Regions from separate parts of the Mus musculus genome. Here regions 2, 3 and 4 are each linked to region 1. Evidence: chromatin contacts called from public HiChIP or PLAC-seq, Micro-C and promoter capture Hi-C data. All regions are on one chromosome and are shown on one strand. The core of a region is the stretch at or near the end of the contact, and the rest is flanking DNA. Distances in the headings are between cores, read along the strand shown. Region 1 holds the start of Scarb1 (scavenger receptor class B, member 1). Region 2 overlaps Bri3bp (Bri3 binding protein). Region 3 holds the start of Dhx37 (DEAH (Asp-Glu-Ala-His) box polypeptide 37). Region 4 has its middle 22 kb from the start of Gm32585.

Evidence for each region. A called contact is a pair of places that touch in the nucleus more often than the background predicts. HiChIP or PLAC-seq counts read pairs in DNA pulled down with a chosen protein or histone mark. Capture Hi-C pulls out chosen DNA fragments and counts their contacts.
Region 2: a contact with region 1 is called in a Micro-C map of the G1E-ER4 cell line, with 4 times the contacts expected there. The contact joins the enhancer-like site here to the promoter of Scarb1 in region 1. A contact is called at or near these places in 4 of 484 Hi-C or Micro-C datasets (the G1E-ER4 cell line, brown adipocytes and embryonic stem cells), 7 of 115 datasets of contacts at active chromatin or transcription factors (the SCID.adh cell line, effector CD8 T cells, embryonic stem cells and 2 more) and 3 of 9 other capture datasets (adipose tissue, liver and pancreatic islet).
Region 3: a promoter capture Hi-C map of liver shows a contact between it and region 1. The contact joins the promoter of Dhx37 here to the promoter of Scarb1 in region 1. A contact is called at or near these places in 3 of 484 Hi-C or Micro-C datasets (the G1E-ER4 cell line and embryonic stem cells), 7 of 115 datasets of contacts at active chromatin or transcription factors (the SCID.adh cell line, effector CD8 T cells, embryonic stem cells and 2 more) and 2 of 9 other capture datasets (adipose tissue and liver).
Region 4: a contact with region 1 is called in an H3K4me3 HiChIP or PLAC-seq map of bone marrow-derived macrophages, with 4 times the contacts expected there. The contact joins the enhancer-like site here to the promoter of Scarb1 in region 1. A contact is called at or near these places in 2 of 39 promoter capture datasets (both in liver), 6 of 15 datasets of contacts at CTCF or cohesin (CD8 T cells, the NIH/3T3 cell line, embryonic stem cells and 2 more), 100 of 484 Hi-C or Micro-C datasets (the 63-12 cell line, the AtT-20 cell line, B cells and 58 more), 26 of 115 datasets of contacts at active chromatin or transcription factors (the 230-238 cell line, the HPC-7 cell line, the NIH/3T3 cell line and 14 more) and 5 of 9 other capture datasets (adipose tissue, bone marrow-derived macrophages, embryonic stem cells and 2 more).

What each region holds. Positions count from the first base shown.
Region 1 is chr5:125,338,955-125,342,794 of GRCm38.p6, forward strand. Scarb1 (scavenger receptor class B, member 1) reads right to left here and starts at 2,140. Exons shown (of 13, transcript NM_016741.2): 1 at 1,803-2,140. The coding sequence starts at 1,928.
Region 2 is chr5:125,456,626-125,460,465 of GRCm38.p6, forward strand. Bri3bp (Bri3 binding protein) reads left to right here. Exons shown (of 3, transcript NM_029752.2): 3 at 1-3,840. Among named protein-coding and RNA genes, the nearest start is that of Gm40325, 6.0 kb to the right of the region's middle. Within about 2 kb of position 2,021, at least 13 of the 459 cell types and tissues checked have an H3K27ac peak or open chromatin away from gene starts, as enhancers often do. A contact at or near this core is called in the G1E-ER4 cell line, where this site is marked.
Region 3 is chr5:125,432,181-125,436,020 of GRCm38.p6, forward strand. It overlaps Dhx37 (DEAH (Asp-Glu-Ala-His) box polypeptide 37), which reads right to left and starts at 1,868. Exons shown (of 27, transcript NM_203319.1): 1 at 1,755-1,868. The coding sequence starts at 1,857.
Region 4 is chr5:125,272,000-125,275,839 of GRCm38.p6, forward strand. No RefSeq gene overlaps it. Among named protein-coding and RNA genes, the nearest start is that of Gm32585, 22 kb to the left of the region's middle. Within about 2 kb of position 1,987, at least 61 of the 459 cell types and tissues checked have an H3K27ac peak or open chromatin away from gene starts, as enhancers often do. A contact at or near this core is called in the BV-2 cell line, ECoMG myeloid progenitors, the HL-1 cell line and 11 more, where this site is marked.

The DNA.
Region 1 (3,840 bases), core at 890-3,389:
ATCAACTTCTTTAACTTACAAAAAAAAAAAAAAAAGGAAAGAAAGAAACACACACACACACACACACACACACACACACACAAAGACAAGGCTTCCATTCAAGTAGCACAGAACGCAAGAATCCAAAGTCAACTCCAGGGTCCCTCCCTGCTCCCCTCGCTGCCATCCTCCCACCATCCCCTGAAGTGAACTTTTTTTTCCTCCCTCAAGAGGTCGGCTTCCAGCCAGGGCCTCTAAGAAGAGGCTGTTTTGGGCTAGGCGTGTCTTAGGCTCTTCCTTCCTTCACGCCACTCAGCCCCCAACCAATCGCCTTTGGGATTTTCACAAGTAAGATTGTGGAAGCCGCTCGCTCAAACGTGAAGCCCCAAGCTACCAGCTATGGGGCAATTCTGCCAGTCGTGGTCTTTCTCAAGCACGGGCAGATGGGACCCTGACTGATGGAGCAGGCCTGCGCAGTCCCAACGCTAACGTGCACGCCCACACACACCAACCCCCCCCATCCTTAGTCTCTGTGCCAACCCCCAAAAGAAAACATTCCCGAAAGGAGTTTGAGAAGGAACCAGCTCAGATTCCCCCTCACCCCCAAATCGAAGAACAGGGGATATCTGCTCACTCTACCCACTACAGGCTGGCTGAGCAGGAAACCCAGTCCACGTGCGGAGTGCACAGGGCTGGGTTCTTACTGAAACCACAGGCTGCCACTGAGACAAGGCTGTCACCACTACTTTGCCAAACCTAACAGAAAGGCCCAGAGCAATTCTGATGCTCCAACAAGAAGGATCTTCCCTCTACCCAAGACAGGGCAACTCCTGGGACCTTCATGTACAAGGGTTGAAAATTCTAAGCAAGAGAAATGACAGTGTGGCCAAGAGAACTCGGAAATACCCACCACAACTCCAGGAAAGCCACCTGTGGCTCCATCCTGAAGACCCGCCAGGACCTGGCAGGTAGCGGCCAGCCCAAGAGGGAGTATCCCTCATTCATTCCCTCCTTTCAGCGGGCGATGGGACATGGGACACGAAGCCATTCTTAAACTCCCAGTAAACAAACCCGCTAAGAGGAAAGATGTCAGTCAAACCCTGTGACAACAGCCCCTTCTGGATCCCAGATCCAGTTCTAACTGGATGTTCCCTGAGAGCCAGCCCCCGTTTCCCCTTCCGCAGTAACCCTGCGTCTCAGAAAACACAATTACTCGGTAATCTCCAGGACTTAATGAGCTCCCGGCTCAAATAGAAGGACACCGGATCCCAGGGCAGAGTCTGTGGCTGGACCGGCACCACCCGCCTAATATCGGTGCCCGGTTGAAAGGGCAAAACAGGGCCTAAGGCTGAGATCAAGGGAGAGGCTGGGCTGCCTATCCTCGGCAGACCTGAGTCGTGTCTACCTCTGCCAGAGCGTGGGGGGCAGAAAGCAGCTTAACTCTCGAGACTGGCAGGCAGTGTGGGGGCGAGCCAGGGCATCTCTGGGGCATCTGGGCGGGAGGAAACAGGCAGAGCACCCAAAGAACTGGAGCCCGTGGGAGCCTCACAGATGTACAGGGGTTTCGCGCAGCTCTGAGGTTACTAGGTACAGTCACCGGCCGGCGCGTTCAGAAGGGCTGGAGGTCGCGACAGCTACAGTCGAAACTCAGGGACAACCAGGCCATACTTCTGCTTCAGTGAGGTTTAGGCTCCTGGGACGCTGGTGACTCAGACCAAGCCTCTGGGGTGAGCCTGGGCCTCCCTGGTGGTGAGGAGGTAGCTCCACCGTCCCACCCTGCGTCCCGATCCCCAACCCCCATCTCCCCAAGACACTTCACTCACCTTGAGCACCTGCTGCTTGATGAGGGAGGGCACCATGAGGATCATGACAACGCCGAGCGCAGCAAACAGCAGCCCCAGGGCGCCCAACCCCAAGGCCACCCAGCGCGCCCTGGAGCTGCCGCCCATGTCCGCGTGCGCGGAAGGGGCTCTCGGGGCTCAGGACCTGAAGGAGACGGAGACAGAGGTGACGGAGGCCACAGAGATGACAGAAGCCGAGACTCCCTCAGCAGCAAGGTGTGTGCCTGGCGGTGGCCGGAGCAGCAGTAGCCCTGCAGGTGGCCAGAGGCTTTATGCGCCATGGCCCGGGCAGCCCGCCCCCGAGTTCGGCGCGGGATTCCGGCGAGGGGTGGGAAGAGGCGGGGAGTGGGCGGTGCTCTGATGGTGAGGCGTGGGCGTGGCTTCCTTTGGGCGCCGCCCCTCCGAGCTGCTGGGCTTTCCTGGTGGTTGCTGGTCTAGGTGGGAACCGATGTGCCCTCTACAGAGGGCAGAAGACCCTGGCACCGTCTGCATCCACTACCCCCGCCCCTGCGACCTCTTCTTTCTTCCGGACTCCTGCGAATGCCTCCCGCTCCCCTGCATTAAAATCAGTTGCAGTCAGCCCGGGCCAGCCTCTGGGCCATGAACGCCCTCCACTCAAAATTCCGTGTCCCTCGGGGCCCTTTGCACTTCCCCCACTCGGAATTCCATATCCCTTTGGGCTTTTGCACACCCTCCATTCTGTGTCCCTCGTGGCCTTTGCACACTGTCCCCTCGGAATTCCATGTCTCCCGGGACCTTTGCACACCCTTCGTACAGAATTCTGTGTCCCTCGAGGCCTTAAGCATACCCTCCACTCAAAACTCCAGGCCCCAGACACGCGCTGGGCCCCTGACTCCATCCAGGAATGTGTTCGAGGGGCTTATCAGACTGCCTGGCGGCTATGCTCTCTGCTGACTCTTCCTTATCACCCAGAGACACCACCAGCTCAGTTGAGCTCAGTTATGCGTTCTTTGGCCATGAACCCCACTCAGGATACCAGCAGGGTGGTAGGGACTCTGTCTTTCCCTGCTCTGCCCAGTGCCCAGTTAGCTCGTTCTCAGACCACAGCCAGAGCCTTTAAGCCTTTAATTCTAAATGCTTCGTGTTACAGCCAAAAAAAAAAAAAAAAAAAAAAAAAAAAAAAAAAAAAACCCTGAGGCATGGGGTGACTTCCTTCCTCAGTGAGGCCAAGGCCTGCATTCCACTCAGGACACAAAAAGTGGATACGGAGCTGAGAAAACCCAGCCCCACACCTGTTAAAACCGAGTCCCAGCTCCTGTTAAAACCCAGTAGGACTGCTCTTGAAGACCACCTTCAGCAATATGACCCAGAGTTAGCTCATATTGAGTCAGAGTAGGTTCTCCAGAGACAGCCAAGTCATATTTCCAGCCCTGACAGATTCCACCCATCACATGGAATAAAGACTTAGCTGTGCAAAGGACCGTATTGGTAGAGTGCTTGACACCTGATATTGGTCGCCAGCATCCGTGTTCAGGTGAGATACCCAGGCCTGAAGAGATGGCTCAGAGGTAGACATGGCTCAGTGGTTAAGAGCACTTGCTGCTCTTGCAGAGGACCTGGGTTCAGTCCCCAGAACCCACATGACAGCTCACAGCCATCCTTAACTTCAGTTCCAAGGGATCTGATGCCCCTCCTCTGACCTCTGAGTATACCACGCATGCCCATGGTACCCAGACAGACATGTAGGAAAGACAATTGCACACATAAAATAAGTAAGTCCAAAACAAAAACAAACTCTAGGCTGGTAGTTCCAGTGCAGGGGAGTCAGGGACAGGAAGAAAGATCCCTGGGGCCAGATGGCCAGCCAGACTTCTCTAACCCGGTTCCTAGTAAGATATTCTGTCTCACACAACACATTCAGGTGCACCCACAAACATGCACACGTGTAGACACAGGAGAAAGACAGAAAGGAGCCTAGAAGTTCAGTAGACAAAGGAGCAGGGGTGGGCGGGGCCTGGGAACATTGGCTGTGTTACACCCGCGCATGTTCCAAGTTCAG
Region 2 (3,840 bases), core at 771-3,270, 120 kb after region 1:
GAGTTCCAGGACAGGCAGTTTTAATACACTGAGACCTTGTCTCAAAACAATAGCAACAAAAAAGGTAAAAATCTGCAATATTTTTTTCCAGTCTGACCAAATGTAGACTCTAAAGCCAGTTTTATAGTTGAATATATATAATGTGTATATACATATATATGCTATATATATTCATGTATTATTTGTATATATACACTATATATATACATACACAAGATGCCTTCATTTTAATTTTTACATCTAGTTATTATGATTTTTTGAGACAGGGTCTCATGTATTTAAGACTGGCCTTGAACTTGCTAAGTAGCTGAGACTGGCCTTAAACTCTCCTGCCCCCAGCCCGAGTGCAGGAATGATGTGCACATGTGACTACGCCCCCATTGTTCGAACGCCTTGGGGTGAACGCGGCCTATGCATGTTAAGAGAGCACTCAAGAGTCCAGTCCTGGATACCTTCATTCTTAGTGGAAGAATGTACAAATCAGAGTAGAATGTTACTTGAAATTCTAGTAGTTTTTTTGTTTTTAAAAACTTCAACCGGGCGTGGTGGCGCACGCCTTTAATCCCAGCACTCTGGAGGCAGAGGCAGGCGGATTTCTGAGTTCGAGGCCAGCCTGGTCTACAGAGTGAGTTCCAGGACAGCCAGGGCTACACAGAGAAACCCTGTCTCGAAAATCAAAAAAACAAAAAACAAAAAAAAATAAAACAAAACAAAACAAAAAAACTTCAGATGGTGTTACTGTGTTTGATGCATATATTTTAGCTTGTTTGTTTGTTTGTTTGTTTGTTTGTTTTTCTTTTTGAGGCAGGGTCTCTCTACATAGCCCTGGCTGTCCTGCAACTCTCTGTGTAAACCAGGCTGCCCTCTAACTTGCAGAGATCCACCTGCCTCTGATTGCTGGTATTAAAGGTGTTGCACCACCATGCCTGGCATTGTTTGGAAGTAATCATAGCCCCCAGTAGTTAAAGATTTTTTTCTTTTCTTCTTTCATTCCGTGGACAGCTTATTGGCCTCCCTTCCCTTCCCCCTCCCCCTATCTCTTTTGTATGTGGAAAGATGTATTTTTGTACCTTATTTCATGCCTTATCTTCAGGGCTGTGTACAACTCCTCCTTAACCGAATAACATGATAAACATTTGGACAGCAGCCACTGTGGATCTATTATAGATAAGGGGCGGGGCAGGCGATATGGCTCAATGAAGAAAGGCACTTGCCACCAAACCTGAGTTTGATTCCCGGGACCAACATGGTGAAAAAAGACAGACCACTCCCACAGGTTTCCTTCTAACCTCTACGCATGGGCTGTGGCTTCCCACCCCTTGGCCCCAATAAATACATATATACTTTTTTTTTTTTAAATGAAAAGATAGTGTAAGGATTATAACTGTCTCAAAGTCAGTATTAACTCCCTGGTGGTCGTCTCTCATATTAGGTACTTGCTTTACCGAGGACAGGACTGGTTGCCTCTGAAGTGTACTGACTGGGCTTAGCTTAGGGTATTGGGGTTGGTGATTTTTGATGGTGGTGTTTTATTTTGAATTATTTTATGTATATGGGTGGTTTTTTTTTTGTTTTTGTTTTTTTTGTTTTTGTCACACTTGTATGTCTGTGTACCACGTATTTGCCTGGTGCCTGCAGAGAGGAGAAGAGGGTGTCAGATCGCCCTGGAATTAGTGATAACTGTCAGCTGCCTTGTGGATGCTGAAAAAGTCAAACCCAGGTTGTTTGGAAGAACAGCCGGTGTGCTCTAACCACTGAGCAGCCTCTCTGGCCCTATGGTTCGGGGTTTTAGAGATGGCATCTCTTGGACTCCTGACTGGTCTCGAACAGGCTATGTGGTGGAGAAGGACCTTGAACTCCTGATCTCGATCCTTCTGGATGCTAGGATTAGAGACAGATGCTAACACATCTGCTCGGGATGGAACCCCGGGCCTCCTACATTTTACATAAGCGTTCTACCAAATTAGCCCGGTCCCAGCCTGTAGTCAGTGTTTGTATAGTGGTCTCTTCCCTTTTCTAGTCAGGAGGCTGTTGGTATAGCACACAGACACCTTTCACAGACTCACTTCCTGTTGTTGCTAGCATCCCCCACCCTTTGGGCCCTTTGTTGAGGCTCGACCCTCTTTCTACTGGCAATAAGTGTGGAAAAGAATGTCCTCACAGCTGGCCTTTTGACCCATGATAGGGTCCTCTAATTCATAAAAGTGACCCAGGGACGAGCCTAAGAGGCAGCCTGGGGATGAGGCTCAGCAGGCCACAGGGGGTTAGGAGCAGAGCTGTGAATAAGCAACCAGGAAGGCATGTCTTTCCTAGGGACCTCATGAGAACCTCTGAGGGAAGGTTGGGAGCATTGTCCTATGGCCCTGGCACACTCAAGGGCCCTGTGTGTGAAGAGCTCTGCTTGCTCACGTGGTCCTGTCACTCCGGCCTGCTCACAGATGGCTCGGAAACAGCGTGACCAGGAAGCCCGATGTGCTTTGCAAACCCAGGACTCAGTCTCCAGATAGATAGGAAGGTGCTGAGTTCAAAGCCATCCTGGTCTACGTGGCAAGACCCTGTCTCAGCAAACTAACCCAACATGTTCAAGAGTCAGCACGAGAATCTTTAACAAAGCTCCTCTGCATCTTGTGCTTGGTAGGCAGCCTGAAGCACTTCCCTTCTTCACAAGCCCTGTTGCTTTGGTCTGTTCTGAGACAGGGTCTCAATCTAGCCCAGGCTGGCCTCGAACCTAGAGATCTGCTCGCCTCTGCCTCCCAAGTACCAGGCTTAAAGTTGTGCACCACCATGCCCAGAAAGCCAGCATTGGTGAGCCTGGTGCGCACCTGGAGCTACAAGGAATTTCCAAGGCGACCCTCTCAGCCTCTTTACCTTCAAGTCCTGGGCTCCTGAGCTCTGCCCCCAGCATGAAAGCTGCTTTCAAAGCAACCTGTGATAATTCTGTAATGTTTTTGAGTTTGACCATTTATGTACTTGGGCTTTGGGCTCCTCACCTGTGAATTGTAGATTTCTATTTTGCGGGTTTTAACCCAATACCCTTGTCACTGGCTGGCATCAGCAAGCTTCGGCCTTTTTGCTTCCTTCTGTGTTTTGCTCTTTGGTGGTCCTTCCATAGCTAGGACAGACACGGAGAACCTGTCTTTCAGTCCTGATGGCACAAACAGCACATTGTTGCTGCCACCGGGACAGCTACGGCAGCCAGTGGCATGCCCGACTCTCCGCCCGATGTCTCTGCGGATTTCAAGCTTATGCTGTTGTGTCAGTTTCCTGTCTGCATCTGTGATAAATCTCTAAATATCCTGTAATTAAATTAATTTCTAGTGACAGTGATCAATGTGCAGTTAAATCCCCCAAGAGGTAATTATTTCCCTGTTTTTAGCTGCAGATTAAAAAAAAAAAACACCAATGACTTCTTCACAGTTGAGTTTCTGTTTTGTGTCTCAGCTTAGGAAATTTTAAATAGTATTTAGTTTGACACAGTAGAAAGAAAGCCATTCCGTGTGAACATAGTGGGGTGTGTGCACACACGCACATGCGCAAACATTAATTGGGAAGCTGATTCTACGAATATCTTATATAGGGAAAAAAAAGCGTCAGGCTTAGTATTTTTTTGCAAAGTGATGGATACATTCCTCTTATTTATTAATCACTGGCTTGATGTTAGAGGTCTTTGTAGATCGACTTTAAGAATTGGATTAAAATATTGTGAACATTGCGGCTTAATAAATGTTTACTGTGGTGATGTTCAGACTCCTGGATGGATTTCTTTACTTTGGTGAGGCACTTGAGGCAACCTCCAGAATTAGAGAGTCATTTTATGGCTTTGGTTTATTTCTTTATCTT
Region 3 (3,840 bases), core at 618-3,117, 93 kb after region 1:
TGTTATGATTCCACTGAGGAAAAGTAAGTCCCATTTTATAGATATGAAAACCGAGGTAGAGGTAAGTGAAGTGACATGCCCCGAACCCAAGTCTTAGGAGCCAGGAAGACATACTTTATTCTTTTTTTTTTTTTAAAGACTTATTTATTTATTATATGTAAGTACACTGTAGCTGTCTTCAGACACTCCAGAAGAGGGAGTCAGATCTTGTTACAGATGGTTGTGAGCCACCATGTGGTTGCTGGGATTTGAACTCCTGACCTTCGGAAGAGCAGTCTGGTGCTCTTACACACTGAGCCATCTCACCAGCCCAACATACTTTATTCTACTGGATCGCTTTAGCTCTTCCCCCCTCCTGAACCATCCTGATCCTGTCCATGCCTGATCCTGACCATGCCTTCTGCTATTCCAACCAAAAAGGTGAGTCCTTTTCACAAGTTCTGGGTCAGCACCCTCCTCCCTGCTCTCCTCTACTCCCCTCTCCTTCAGGGCTGGACTCTCTCTTCTCAGGGAGCCAAAACTCTATTCATCAGACTTACCTAAGTGCCATCTATCTACAAAAGTGTTTCCCCTGAACTTGCCTGTCTTGAGAGCTGAGTCAATAGCTTTCAGTTTTCCTTTGAACGTCTGCAGAGCCTCAAGTACTCATACCCCACATTTGCCTTCTCCCACAACCTGACCAATGCCCGTGCTCATCACCTTTGTGCTTAGGCGCAAAGCAGCAGTCAGCAGCTCCAGCCAGCTCTCCTTCGGAATACATCAGAATCCAAACACTCGTTCCAGCATCAACCCCAACCTCCCTCCCCATCATCCTTCAACCTGTAATGCTTTTCTTAATGGCACAACCAATATGCCATGGTGACACGTTACCTTTCACCCTGTCCCTCTTCTGCTAAGTCTTCCATAGCTCTTCACTTCCTCTTTTAGAAGTTGGGGATCGAGGCAATGTCCTGCTTTGTAGCCAGCACCAAGCTGGCCTGGTACATGCTACATGGTCCAGGTGCCCTCAGATGAGTATCACTCCCTAGAGCTAGGTTTACAAGTGTTATCTGTCTCTCTCATATACACAGCCTTTTTTGTTTGTTTGTTTGTTTGTCTGTTAAGACAAGGTCTCACTATGTAACCCAGGCTGACCTCACACCTGTAGGGATCCTCCCACCCCAAACTCCTAAGCTGGGGTTACAGGAATGAACTACCATATTGTCCCAATCATCTATACAACTCGCAAACTCCGATGTCCCCTAGTCCTTGGGTTTCCCCACCCAGGTCTCCAGAAGGTTTTGACATTTTACTATCCATGTTACTTTCCCCAGTACACCGCTCTCTCCCATCTTCTGCTCTATCCCTCTAGCACCTACCCGAGTGACTGCCATTTACTACACATTTTATCGTTTCTCTGTGCTTGTCGGCTCCGGGTATGCAGGCATGCCTGGAGTTGACAGGGTTTTCCATCTCCGATTCTGCTGTCACTATTCCCAGAGACCAAAACAGTGTCCCCGGTGATCACAGACACCCCAGCACCCGAACACTCAGCCTGGCGCTCCGCTAACCGGCCTGGTCTGAAACACACATTTACGGGTCTCTGGGAAGGAGATGATTCCGACAGGCCTGGGAGTGGATGCAAAGAACTAATCTGCGCGCCATACTGCGGGCAGTACCCCCATATCGCGGTAGAGCGGCTGTCACGCCCCCTGTGCGGGTCATGTGGAACCCGGCTCCCACTCCAGCGACCCTCCCGGTCCCCGGCTTCTCACCCTCCAGTTCCAGCCGTACGGGAGGCGCTTCAGGGCCCTTGGCGGGCCGGGGATCGGCCTGCAGCCGCCCCTTCACGTTGTAGCGGCGTCGCAGCTTCCCCATGGCTCCCTCGCGCCACGCGCGTGGCTCCCTCAGCCCAGCTCCCAGGGAAACCGAACCTGGCTAGGAGACTTCCGGGTTGCGCATGCGCAAGAGCCGCGCCTCAGCAGTTGAGGGGCGGAACTGGAGGCCCGACGCGCCGGAAAGGGAGGTCGTAGCGGAAAAGGCCGGCGTACTCTGTCTGTGGGCGGTCCTTATGTAAATAAGGGGGCCGGGCCTAGACGTGCCTGAGGAGTCTGAGTTTTAAGACCAAACTGTCCTGCCAGATATGATCTGAGACATTTGAACTGTATAACAATATTAATTGTTAATTGAAGAGATGGCTCAGCCGTTTAGAGCAATGGCATTCTTTAATACCAGCACTTGGGAGGCAGAGGCAGGCGGGTTTCTGGGCCAGCCTGCTCTACAGAGTGAGTTCTAGGACAGCCAGGGATATACAGAGAAACCCTGTCTCGAAAAACAAAACAAAACAAAACAAAAAAAGCAGTGACACAACCGTTCCAGGTGATGCGACGCCATCTTCTGGCCTCCATGGGAACTGCGCTAATGTGTCTAAAATACACACGTTAAAAAATACACAGACACGCGCGCGCGCGTACACACACACACACACACACACACACACACACACACACACACACATATACACACACACGTAAAAATACAATAAATCACCAGGTGTGGGAGCCCTTAAACCCATCCAGCACTCAGAAGGCAGAGGATAGAGGTAAGTAGATTTCTGTGAGTTTGTGACCAGCCTGGTATGTACATTTCCAGATCAGCCATAGCCATATCCCCAAAATAGGGGATAGACACCTTTAATTCCAGCATTCAGGAGGCAGAGGCAGGTGGATCTCTGAGTTCAAAGCCAGCCTGGTTTACAGAGCAAGTTCCAGGGATACACAAGAGAAACCCTGTCAACAAAAAGCAAACATAGCTCTCTTCTCCTCCGTTCCAGAAAGAGCTGGCATCTTCTTGTGCAGTGCCAGTCTTGTCCCATAGACAAAATGCTGAAAGTTTGATATGTGCTGAAGATTTGGTGTGAACGGATTTGGCCATATTGGGCACCTGGTTACCAGGGCTGCCTTCTGTGCTGCACTTGGCAAAGTAAAGATTGTTGCCATCAACGACCCCTTCATTGACCTCAACTACACGGTCTACATGTTCCAGTATGACTCCACCCACGGCAAATTCAATGGCACAGTCAAGGCCAAGAATGGGAAGCTTGTCATCAACGGGAAGCCCATCACCATCTCCCAGGAGCGAGACCCCGCTAACATCAAATGGGGTGAGGCCGGTGCTGAGTATGTCGTGGAGTCTACTGGCGTCTTCACCACCATGGAGAAGGTTGGGGCCCACTTGAAGGGTGGGGTCAAAGGATCATCATCTCTGCCCCATCTGCCGATGCCCCCATGTTTGTGAACCATGAAAAATATGACAACTCACTCAAGATTGTCAGCAATGCATTCTGCACCACCAACTGCTTAGCCCCCCCTGGCCAAGGTCATCCATGACAAATTTGGCATCGTGGAAGGGCTCATGACCACAGTCTAATGCCATTACTGCCACTCAGAAGACTGTGGATGGCCCCTCTGAAAAGCTGTGGCTTGATGGCCTCCCTCTGCCCTGCTCCCATCAATGACAATTTTGTAAAGCTCATTTCCTGGTATGACAATGAATATGGCTACAGCAACAGGGTGGTGGACCTCATGGCCTACATGGCCTCCAAGGAGTAAGAAACCCTGGACTACCCACCCCAGCAAGGACACTGAGAGCAAGAGAGAGGCCCTCAGGTGCTGATGAATCCCTGTCCCAACTCAGCCCCCAACACTGAGCATCTCCCTCACAATTTCCACCCCAGACCCCCATAATAGCAGGAGGGGCTTAGGGAGCCCTTCCTACTCTCTTGAATACCATCAATAAAGTTTGCTGCACCAAAACAAAGCAAGAATAATAATAAATAATAAGGGGCTGGAGAGATGGCTT
Region 4 (3,840 bases), core at 737-3,236, 67 kb before region 1:
GCTCCGCCCCCTGCAGAGACTCTGGCTTTTGCTCATTGCTTTTTTTTTTTTTTTTTTTTTTTTTTTTCCTGAGTTAGGGCTTCACCTTCAGCCCAGGCTGTTCCAAAACTTATAATCCTCCGGCTTCATTTTGGTTTGTCTGACAAGAGTCTCATGTAGCCCAGGCTGGCCTCTACCTTGCTATCTAGCTCATTTATTCCTTGAATTCCTGAAGCCCCTGTCTCTGCCTCTCTCAGGTGTATTGTCTTAAATGGGTGGGGGTTGCTAAGGTCTGTGATTCGGCCATGCCCCTTGCAAGAAGCAGCAGGATAGCAAAGCCATCTGGGAGGAAGGGCGTCGGTTGGGCGCCTCCACCTGCACCCCACCCCAGGACCCTGGTGCCAAGCATGCAGCAGGCGTTGGGCAGATATTTCCTGTGAAGTTGGACATGCTTCTGGGTCACAGACCAGAGTGTCCATCACAATGCCAGGCCTGGTGTGTGTGTGTGTGTGTGTGTGTGTGTGTGTGTGTGTGTGTGTGTGTGTGTGTACATGCTCCAACAACCAGAGTTAGGATCTCAACTATTCCAAAGCGACCTGGCATTGACTGGGGTACAAAAGCACTCCAGGGGTGTTGAGGAGGGAAGCTTGAGGGAGCAGTTATGGGGGGGGGTGTCCTAGTGTCATTTCTATTGCGGTGGTGACAGCACCACAGAGAAACAAGGGACATTTCACTTACAGTTTGAGGTCACCATTCCTGACAGGAACTCCGGTAGTGAGTCACATCGCATCCACAGTCAGGAGCAGAGAGGAAATGGACACACTCATGCTGCCTGCTGGCTCATGCTTAACTAGCTTTCTTCACTCTTACACAGGTCAGGACGGGGCCTAGGGAATGGTGCTGCCCCACACTGAGAGTGAGTCTTCCCACTTCAATTAATGATCAAGGCAAATACCCACACATGGGCCCCCATGCACAATCTCTCTCTGAGGGATTCTCTCCCTCAGCCTTTCTTCTTGAGTGATTCCATGCTGTGTCAAGTTGACAGTTATAATTTACCATCATAGGGGGGCTTCCCAGAGGAGGCTAGGATAGAGCTATGGTAGAGGGGCTGATGAAAGTGAGGCCTAGTTGAGGCTGGAGATGATCAGAGGTGACACACCCTCCACTGGCAGCATAGGAGGTGGTGACAGGGTACAGAGAGCATCCTCCAAGAACTAGGAGTGATGGGACACTGAAGGGCCTGCAGGACTAAGGGCCATGTGTCACATGGGTTTCATAGAATATCACTGGCCAGACAAGTCCAGAATCTCACAGACACATGGCTTCCTCTTTGATAATTTAATTCTTGAAGTCAGATGTGGGCAATGCCTTTAATTCCTCAGGAGGCAGATCTCTGACTTCAAGGCCAGCCTGGTCTACAGTATGAGTTCCAAGACGGCCAGGTTACACAGAGGAATCCTGCCTCAAAAAACAAAACAAAACAAACAACAACAACAAAAACAAAAAGGAGGGGCTGAAGAGATAGCTCAGTAAATAACGGGAAAATGGGCAGAAAGACCTGAGTTCAAGTCCTAATATCATAAGAAAGCCAGGCATCATGATCATTTGTGTTTGTAATCCCAGCCTGGAGAGGAGAGGGAGGGTGAAGAAGAGGATCTCTGGACACACACACACACACACACACACACACACACACACTGAGGCAGGCCAAACCAAACCAAAAAGGATCCTTCCCCAAGATCCAGCAGGGGGTGCTGTAAGCAGCTGTTTCCTAGGTCTAGACTTTTGGGGCTTTGGGGCCTCCGCACAGCACAGACCTCTCTTACACACACACACACACACACACACAAACATACACACACCGGTCGGGGAACCTTTCCACATTGGTTCCCAGAAGGCTGCAGATTGAGCAACCAGCTTTTGCAAGCGGGTTACTATAAATGTGGAGAGAGATCAGTGGGCGTGTCAGCCCACAGGGTAAAAATATCCCAGATGACTGACAACCAGTGGCAGCCATCCGATCCCTGCACGCTACTCAGCAGGGAGGAGCCCCTGCAGCCAACTGGACAGGCTCCCCACTGCCTGGTTCTTTCTGAGAATATCTGGAACAGACAAAGCTTGCCGGCTGCCAAATGTTACACACTGAGAGGAAGGTCAGTGTGTAGATAAAGGGGGGAGGTAGCGCTGGGGAAGTGGAATCTGAACCCCAAGTTTAGCTTCTTCTTGTTGTTTTGTTTATTTGATTAAATTAATTTATTTAATGTATATGAGTACACTGTAGCTGTTCAGGTGAGCCATCATGTGGTTGCTGGGAATTCAATTTAGGACCTCTGCTTGCTTTGAACTCAGGACCTCAGCTCTTAACCGCTGAGCCATCTTGCCAGCCCCTGTTGTTTTGTTTCTGAGACAGGGCTTCTCTGTGTAACCTGGGCCATCCTGGAACTCTGTAGGTCAGGCTGGCCTTGAACTCAAGAGATCCACCTGCCTCTGCCTCCCAAGACTGGGATTAAAAGAGTATGACCACCACCGGGCTGCTGCCTCTGCCTCCTCCTCCTCCTCCTCCTCCTCCTCCTCCTCCCCCTCCTCCTCCTCCCCCTCCCCCTCCTCCCCACCCCTCCCCTCCCCCTCCCCCTCTCCCTCTTCCTTCCACAGAATCCCACTACATAGTCCTAGCTGGCTGTACCTTACTGTATAAACCAGGTTAGCTTCAAACTCATAGATCCTCTGCCTTCTGAGTGGTGGGATTAAAGGTTTTTGCTACCAAATCAGCCTCCTCCTCCCCCTCCTCCTCCTCCTCCTTCTCCTTCTTCATCCAGGTCTTATGTAGCCCCAGGCTGGTTTTGAACTCACTGTGTAGAGCAAGATGACCTTGAACTTCTGATCTTCCTGCCTCTCCCTCACACTTTTGCCCCCAGTTCATTTGATGCTGGGGCTCCAACCCAAAGCTCCTTGCACATTAGGTGACTAGCCTGCCATTGACCCCAGCTCCAGTCCCTGTTCTGTGTACACACTTGGAGCAGCGGGTGCTCAGATAGGACCATGCATTCAAACTCACAGAAGCGCATGCATTTGCCAACTCTGAGTGCAAGGAAACTACGTAAACTATGTGTGGCAGGGACTGGAGAGATGGCTCAGTGGGTAAGAGCACTGACTGCTCTTCTGAAGGTCCTGAGTTCAAATCCCAGCAACCTCATGGTGGCTCACAACCATCTGTAATGAGATCTGACGCCCTCTTCTGGTGTGTCTGAAGACAGCAACAGTGTACTTACATATAATAATAAATAAATATTTATCTTTTAAAAAAATACGTGTGGTAGAAAAGGTCAGCTGAGACAGTGTCTGCTGTCAGCAAAACATGACGGGCTGATGAAGTTGCACAGGACTTAGTGACGAGAGTGGAATGGGACGTCACTGTTACTGGCTGAGTGTGTTTAGTCTCAGACCCAGTGAAAGAAGACCTGATCTGATCCCATGGGGCTCTGTTTGCGGGGAAACACTAAGAAATGATTAAGGTGGGGGGAGGCCCCGGGCCAGGGTTGAGTTTCCACACACCCATAAAAGCCAAGTAGGGCACAGGCACCTGCAGGGCAGGGGAGGATCGTCCCCAGAGCCCCAGCCAGCCTGCCCCAACCCTCTTGGGCCTCCAGACTCTGGAGCAGGAATGTCTGCCTCTGAGTCGCCCTGTCCTCTGTCTGTGTGCAGTAGAAGCAGGCGCAGACACTAGCTCAGGAAAGTCACAGGAACCCAGGTACAGAGGTCTCTGGTCCCAGCCACGCAGAAGGCTAAGACCAGAGGATTCCTTGAGCCCAGAAGTTTACAACCAACCTGGGTAGCCCAGAAAGGCTGGTTATTCTCAGT